2 separate regions of the Canis lupus genome follow, and region 1 is linked to region 2. A link is a contact called in public Hi-C data. All regions are on one chromosome and are shown on one strand. Each heading gives the region's core, a stretch centred on a gene start, on an enhancer-like site or on the middle of the called end of the contact. The rest is flanking DNA. Distances are from core to core; before and after follow the strand shown.

Region 1 (4,468 bases), core at 1,657-4,156, 110 kb before region 2:
GAAGTGATAGGATGCTGCATATGAACAGCTGTTTGCCTCCCCCCCACCCCTTTTTTTCTTGAAAGCTCTTATATAGTCAAGCAAGGGTGTAAAGTTTTCTAGACAGAGGACTTCTTTAATATTAGAAGTAAATGTTAAATATCAAAAAATTTTAAAGGCTACAGGTTAATGTCCAAGCACCCCTCATAGAACCAAAAGACTAGTAATTTGAAAATATTACTTAGAATGAAAGAGGATGAATGAGAATAGAAGTTGTACTACTACTATGTCCAGTTAAGATTAGTACATTTTATTTTGAACTACTATGTTTGGTGGATTAATTTTTTTCAAAGGTTCAGGCAAGGTCAATTTATATATGATAAGCTACTTTGGAAATATTTGAAAATTAGAAAGAAAATTTTTTTGAGGTCTGAATTCATGATTAATAGTATAATGATCTAGTTGATTTCCCTAATCTTTTTATCGTAACCACGAGTATTCCATTTCTGAGTTTGAAGCAACATAGTACTTCTATTATTCATATATATATATATTCATATATATATTCATATATTGTATTTTCTGTGAGGTTCATTTGAGTGGCATAATCTCAATCTTTTGGGTGAAATTGTTTGGCCTTTTGCAAAAAACTTCCTATATGCCATTGTTAGGTGCTTTGTTTGTTTGAAGGTGGGGAACCTGCAGTCTTGGACCTTGGGTTCCAGCTGAATAAATATGTAAATTACTAATTCTTTTTTTTTTTAATTTATGATAGTCACACACACACAGAGAGGCAGAGACATAGGCAGAGGGAGAAGCAGGCTCCATGCACTGGGAGCCCGACGTGGGATTCGATCCTGGGTCCCCAGGATCGCGCCCTGGGCCAAAGGCAGGCGCCAAACCGCTGCGCCACCCAGGGATCCCTGTAAATTACTAATTCTTACATGGATAGAGAGAGTGATAACGGATTGCTTTTTAGAACAGATGAGAGGGGAGGCCACATGAAAGAAGGCGCGAAGTATCCAATCCTAACTCCAGCTGTGTGAAATAGATCCCTCCTGTGTCCTTTCCACTGATCTAACTGCAGATCCTTTGTAGCACTTCTGGCCTAGGCACTCCATCTTTTAAAAAAATATATTAAGTAATCTCTATACCCAACGTGGGGCTCAAACCTACTACAACCCTGAGATCAAGAGTTGCACGTTCTACCGACTGAGCCAGCCAGGTGTCCCCTAGGCACTCCATCTTAATTAAAAATGTGAGAACAGCTTCTTTCTTTTTTTGGTGGGAAAGAAGTCCAGTTTTAAAACAAGGTATCGTAACTCTGACCATGCTGTGCTATGGCACATGATTAATTCATGCTGTCTTTATCTTCTTCAGACTGGCATGGGCTGAATTGCACCTCCAGATAAAACTAAACATTCATTCTAAAAGGGTAATTTCATATGTAAATGTAATATGTACTTCTCTACAAATCTTGTATTTTATTTCTAGCTATGGCATATGTTCATATTGTTTTGGAGCTCAATAAGTGTTCTTCAGAGATTATGTAATAATACCAGTAATAATAATAATAACATTACAGACAAAGTTATTCTAATTAGCTTATATAAATTGTCATTAAATGTTCCTTAAAAACTCAATGAAGTACTATTTTTATTCCTTGAGGAATCGAGGCACATGTAAGTTAAAACTTAAAGTTAGTAAGTGGCAGTGCTAGAATTTCAGTGCAGGCACTCTGGTTCCATTTTGTGCTTTTAACCATTTTGATGTAATGCTTCAAAATAATCAAAATTGAATTTAATCTGTTAATAGTATCTATGAGCAGGAGGACATTGTACTAGCTTTAGAGTATGCAACAAAGAACAAAACAGGTGTATTCCTTGCCCTTCAGAATTTGTTAGTAGCAGTCTTTGTGCTCATGGACTCCTCAGTGAGGGGTACACAGAGCCTCAGGATGGGATGGTGCACGTGAGGCTTCTCTCCTGCACAGAGGCCTCAGTGATATATCCTGGTTCAGTGATGGAGAGAACTCAGTCCCTCAGTAGAGTCCTGCTCTATTTCAAGATGAGTGTAGTTAGGACACAGTTCTTCCCTTTAAGAAGGACAGAGTGCTGTTAATATTCCTGGAGGTTAGCTAGCAAAGAACCTAACTGGAAGCATCACTCCCTCCACATATTTTCTTTTGGAGAAGACTGTAAAGTGTTACCAGTAAGACTGTCCTGCTCCATTTAACATATGTGGCAGCAACTTATTAGTTACATTAAGAATTTTCCAACTCATAGAAGCTTACGGATTCTCTGTGAGAGATGCTGTTTCCACGGGATTTAGATTTTTTTGAGAAGTTCCAATTTCAGATGGTAAAACCCGATTGTATTTTTCCTAGAAAAATGATTTTATGTCTACACTAGGTGGCAGCAGATAAATGAGAATGAAAGTCTACAAGCAATCTCTGGGCAGCTAGGCTAAGATTGGAAGCAAAGTGATTCATCGTCAGGCTTCTTATCTTGGCCTCCAGCGGGGACTCAGAGCTGCTAAGAGGAGGCTGTGTTTTCTGCTGTCTGGAGCAGCCAGGAAGAAACAAAGGTGCTGGCAGGCTGAGCCGAGAGGCCCTCATCCTCATCCTGCTAACCCCTTTTCTGGGGTGTGGGCACTCCTGGGCACACACCTCTACACACAAGTGGCTGGATAATTATAAAAACCTCTTAATGTTTCCAGAACTCCAGCTGTACCCATCAAACATGATAAGTGCTCTTAGAATCATTCTGCTCTCCTCACAGGCTCTGCCCTTATCAGCTCGGTCCTGGACTGTTGCAGTGGGGTTCTCGCTGTTCCCTGACTTATCCTTGGTTCTCTGCATGCCTTTGTCAGATTCATCTTGCTTAAGCACATTGCAGGCTCCAGCTCTTCGGTGCCTTTCCAAATTCCTTCAGCCTGCACAATTTGCCCCTTGCCAGGCCCCTTGCCTCTCTCACTACTACCCAATGCAAAAGTATCCTGTGGGCATTCTGCCTCTGTGCTCAGGAATGCTCTTCACCTCATCTCTGTCTCTGGTTTTGTTTTCTAAACCTATTTTTCAAGGATCCATCTTAATTAAGCCTTTCCTATGTTTCCTCCATGGGAAACACTTTCTTCTTTGAGGTTCTTGCATACTCATTGCTGGTACCATACATTTGATACAGTCAAACTCCGGACTCCTCAGTGAGGTGGGTACACAGAGCCTCATGATGGGATGGTGCACGTGAGGCTTCTCTCCTGCGCTGAGGCCTCAGTGATATATCCTGGTTCAGTGATGGAGAGAACTCAGTCCCTCAATAGAGTCCCGCTCTATTTCAAGATGAGTGTAGTTACGACACAGTTCTTCCCTTTAAGAAGGACAGAGTGCTGTTAATATTCCTGGAGGTTAGCTAGCAAAGAACCTAACTAGAAGCCTCACTCCCTCCACATGTTTTCTAAGTGCCCAATCAACACTTTCTTCTTTGAGGTTCTTGCATACTCATTGCTGGTACCATACATTTGATACAAAGTTCTGTCTTTGTTGCCCTTTGTTAACTAATTTATATTCACAATCTTTAGTAAGTATTTGATGATGATGTGATTTTTAATTTTTTTCTTTGATCTTGAATTCTGAAGTAACCTCCATCAGAAGTAACTGCCAACCTAGCTAATTATTCCCTTGCTTTCTTTCTTTCTTAAATATGTGTTTTAATCTATAATTAGATATCATGTAGTTTTAGATGGTTTTAAGCTTTATACAAAAGAAATCATACTCAGTGTATTTCTCTATAAACTGCTTTTTCACTTAAAAGTAAAATCCTGTGGGGCACCTGGGTGGCTCAGTCAGGTAAGCATCTGCCTTCGGCTCAGGTCATGACCTCAGGGTCTTGAGATCGAGCCCCACATCGGACTTCCCACTCAGTGAGGACTCTGCTCCTCCCTCTCCCTCTGTCCCTCCCCTCCCCCCCCCCCCCCCCCCCCCCCCCCCCCCCCCCCGCTCATGTGTGCGCACTATCTCTCTCTCTCTCTTTCTCTCTCTCATATAAATAAAATAAAATCTTAAAAAATTAAAATCCTGAGAGTCACACGTATGGATTCTGAATTTGCACAACCATATATTGTACATAGTTGTATTTCATTTATTTTCACTGCTGTATAGGATTCTAGTGAATGTACCAGAGTAGTAATTACCAGGACTTATGTGTTTTTTCTACTATTGATAAACATGAAGGGATTTGGGGTTGTGTTTTTGTTGTTGTTTTTTACCATTATAAACAGTGCTGCTATAATAAACGAGGCTGGCATTATTGAGCTTTCTCATTTTTGGAGTCTAATATTTTGCTTTAATCTGGTCTAATTACTAATGCTTTTGAAAATCTTTCTATATGCTGGTCAACTGTTAGGATTTCTCTTAGATAAGTTTTCTTTCTTAGGATCACTGTCTTTCACATTGATTTGTAGGTGTGTAAGGAAACCTACTTTTTCAGTTTTA
Region 2 (4,091 bases), core at 839-3,338:
CAGGAATGTTTTTCAGGTGTAGTTCATGAAATTAATCTTTTGCTTCAAGCAAAGATGACATCAGAGAGTGAACTGACTGTATTATGTGTCCTGATAATACTTTAGGGATACAGTTCTGGCTTAAGAAAATAGTAATGCTCTTGATGAAAAATGAAGCCATAGAGCACACCTTGTTGAGATAATAAGGTTTGGATATTCAGGACTTGTCATAAAGGGGGGGAGGGTACCCGCAGAAGAAGAAGAATGGTGTTAACCTCTCTGCTTCTCTGTCAGGGTCTTCTACTCAGTAATACACATGCCAGGGAGAAAACGGATAATTCTCTTTCTGGTTTGTTCCTATGGCAATTCCACCTGCAAATGATCCTAGCGTCGGAATAACAAATGGACCAAGAGTGAGGACTCCCCTTGGCTCTCTCCTATACATGGCAAGGTATAGCTAAGCTTCACACTGAGCCTGGATGTGGGCCTTAAAATTTGACATTGGCACTTGGGATCAAGCTTTGCCAGTCCTGTTCTAATGTGCTTTGTGCTTCACTGGTTTAGTATGTGGGCCAGAAACCACTATTGAACCTTACTTAGGTCGAGGTAATTTTGAACAGTTCCTTTTAAGGTAAAGGCTTAATATCCTGTCACTTTCCCTGGGACATCCACTCTCCTGGTCCCAAATGTAAAAGTACACAAACCAAAATAAAGGGCAGGCGTCTGAAATCAAAAGAATTAGAACATACCTACATTTCGGGCTCTTTTCGAATGAACTTAGTCCCTTTACCTGCATTGAGGAGAAAGGTGAGCTCTTCACCCACAGGGCCCAGGGGGAGATCCTAGTGGGATGGTTTGGTCCATCCCACTTGATCTACCTTATAGAAGGCAAGTGGCTCTGATGATTTCACAGCAATCCTATCAAACTGTCCAGACTGACTTTTAGCGACTAAGCATGTATAAAAAGCAAACAAACAGTGCAGAAAAATACCAGCTCAGTCGTTCCCATTTGGGTGCCCCAAGTCAGCCAGAGCTTAGAAAGGAGAAGTGGGTTGCAGTTCAACTTGGCTCGTGTTAATCCAGTTCTGAACGGTTTCCGCTCCTGGCATTCCCTAAACTGCCTGTTCAAAGTAGGGATTTGCAAGCAGCGTTAGCAATTTCCTGTCCAGCTGCAGCTCAAGTAGCTGCGTGCTCCCCCCCCCCTTTCTTTTCTCTGATTTCTTTTCTCTTTCTTTCTTTTCTCTCTCTCTCTTTTTTCTTTACGATGGGCTGTGGATAATTTTAGTGCATTTCCTCTTTGTGGATTATCATCTCCTTTCCTCCTGGAACCTGCATACGTTGGGTTCCTACTGCTCCGCTCCAGCCGACAGCTGGCCTCCCCAGCACTTCCTCTCGCTTCACTGTGGGTTTGTTGTTTGTCAGTCCACTTCTGAAATTAATAATGTTTTCTGGCCAAGTGCCACAAGCCATTACCACAAAGGGGAAGTAACACATATGAATAGCAGGAAGCCATGCAGGGTCACAGTGTGAGCTGAACCTGTGGAGGGAGCATAATTGAGCCTGGCCCATTCAGCAAGTGTCTGACAGCGATTTGGGGAGAAGGAGCGCCCCGCATTTAAGCAGCTCAAGCTGTGAAAAAAAAAAAGTTTCCAATAAATTGGTAGCAAATGGTCTTTGTCATCAGCCTGAATAAAGGAACAGGAGCAAGAAGAGTTTAGAGCCCCCAGAAAGTGGCAGGGTTTGGGATTTGTCCCCCCACCCCACCCCCCCCTTCTGGCATATTGTTTCATAGGGCTGGTAACAGAGGGGGGCCTGCTTCCCTCTGGTGCCACAAAAGGCTTCATATTAAATGGGTGGTTTTTACGGTTCACTCAGGCCAGAAGATTCAAAGAGCTATTCTCTTTCTTTCTTTTTTCTTCCACGGAAGGTGGAAGGTTGGAACTGGCAGCACCGGCCCCCACCTTACTCCCGGTCTTCCCTCCATCCCCGTGGCTGGGGAAGGCGACCCTTTTGCATCTAGGAGTTGGGATCAGTTCCTGAATGGGGCCCACATGGTTACTAGGGCAACCCTAGGCCGCCTGGGCAGCTCTCTCCCGCCTCCCCCCTCACCTGCTGGCCCTTGGGAGGCTTCCCTGGGGTCCCTTCCTCAGGAGAGAGCCTTTCCCCCCTTCCTGGCCTTCTGCAGGGTGCTGGGGAGGCCTCTCCCGAGAGGAGGGCATCTTCAGGCTTCATGCGCTCAATGTAGGAGCCCCAGGGACTGTGCTGGTTCATGGTATGAAGCAGCCTTGGGGTTAAAGACCGAGAAAGGGGCCTCTGGGGCTAGAAAGATCAGCCTTCGAAGGAGGGAAAATTGGAGAGTGGCCCCGACCCAACAGTTAGGAGACCTGAGCCCTTAACTCTTGCTTTCTCCCTCGTGCACCGGCTAGCCCTGGGCCGGTCAGCCAGCCTCACTGGTTTCCCCTTTCTTGTCTGTAAAACGAGAGCCTTCCCCTTTCGGGCTAGGTTTCTCCCAGGATTCCGGCCTTCTGGTCACAGACTGGTGACACATGTTAGACGATCAAGTGGGCTACAGGCAGGCAAAGCAAGCAAAGGTATCGGATACTCTACTTCATGCACAGTATCATCTCCTTTCATCCTCCGAACAGCCCTGAGGGATGCTTCCTATCATTATCGTTAGTTTTCAGAGAGGAAACTGAGAGGGAGAGAGACCCCCAGCGCCTCAAGTCAACTAACGGGAAGCAGTAGGACCGAGCTTTGGAGCTTTCGCTCTCCTGGTTGTGAACATCAATCTTTGCTCATTTTTACAGGGTCCCCTGCTGTCGACCTAGGAAGCGGTGGGCCCATTTTATGGCTGAGGAAGTAGAGGAAGCAGAGATCAAGTGACTCGCCCAATCAAACCCAAATTCAACAGTATAATCATGAGATTGCCACAGGGCCCCCGAGGATGTGTCACCAGAGAGATGCCGTGTCTGCCTGGAAGCTTCTATCTTCTCTCTCCATGGAGGACTCGCCTCACCTTGGGGCCCATAAGCACATACATTACAAGACTGATGTTCCTGGGGATCTCTAGGGTGGCTAGCATGCCGCCCAGCTGGCCCGGACCCCTGCCCACATACCCCTTTCAGGATTACACGGGGGACTGACCTCAGAGAAATTCACTTCCTCACTCTGGTCCCTCCCAGAGGAACGCTGGTGTGGGGCTGGGAGAAAGAGACCCAGAGACAGAGACAGAGACAGAGAGAGACAGAGATGGAGAGGGAGAAGGAGAGACAGAGAAGGAGAAGGAAAAAGAGGAGGAGAGAGGTGAGAGGGAGAGAGAGGAGGAGAAGAGGAGAGAGACAGGGAGAGAGGGACAGGGAGAGAGGGACAGGGAGAGGGGCAAAGAGACAGAAGAGATGGGGAAGGAGAGGGAGAGAGAACATATGGCGAGGTCTGTGGGGTATGAGAGGCAAATTAGAAATTAGTGGAGATGTGAAACCCAGCAAGGGCAGATTATTTGGTAGCTGGCTGCTAAGTATTCTTGAACACTCATCGTCAAAAAATCATTCTTTGGGTCAAAATGCTCCAAAAGAATTACTTTGGGTATAAGTTTATTTGTAGCCACTCACACAGTAATAATCATTTTCCAAAAGATCCTGCAGACTTTCAAATACCCTTACACCTCTAGTGTTCTCACCGCAATTGGCCCTGAATCAACCTGGTTCTGGGGAGGGGATCTTCAAACTCCAAAAGTGATTTCCTAAGAGTATTTAGGGGCACAGAACAAAGTTCAAACAATTCACAAATATTTATCCAGGCCTTGATCTGTGTTGCACTGATTCGACGGGACAAGGTGAAAAATAAAAGGCAATGGAAGACTTACCAAGCCCTTGAAGGCTGAAGGCAACCTCATTTTCTTTCTTTTCTTTTCTTTTCTTTTCTTTTCTTTTCGGTGAGGGGAGGGGAGGGGAGGGAGGGACGGGGAGGGGAGTGGAGGGGAGGGAGGGAGGGGAGGAGGGAGGGGAGGGGAGGTCGTGGATGAAGGGGAGGTGGGGGGGGGGGGGGGGGCGTGGACGGGAGTGTTTTGGTATGTTGGTTTGTATGCTCTGTATTTGGAAGCTATTGATCCCTCC

Evidence for each region. Hi-C and Micro-C count contacts between places; a contact is called where the count stands out from the background.
Region 1: a Hi-C map of amygdala shows a contact between it and region 2, with 5 times the contacts expected there. The contact joins two enhancer-like sites. A contact is called at or near these places in 3 of 9 Hi-C or Micro-C datasets (amygdala, blood and skin fibroblasts).

Annotation. Positions count from the first base shown.
Region 1 is chr15:30,733,704-30,738,171 of UU_Cfam_GSD_1.0, reverse strand. All of the region lies in intron 9 of POC1B (POC1 centriolar protein homolog B), which reads left to right. Among named protein-coding and RNA genes, the nearest start is that of POC1B, 52 kb to the left of the region's middle. Within about 2 kb of position 2,906, at least 3 of the 20 cell types and tissues checked have an H3K27ac peak or open chromatin away from gene starts, as enhancers often do.
Region 2 is chr15:30,623,883-30,627,973 of UU_Cfam_GSD_1.0, reverse strand. No RefSeq gene overlaps it. Among named protein-coding and RNA genes, the nearest start is that of DUSP6, 6.8 kb to the left of the region's middle. Within about 2 kb of position 2,088, at least 6 of the 20 cell types and tissues checked have an H3K27ac peak or open chromatin away from gene starts, as enhancers often do.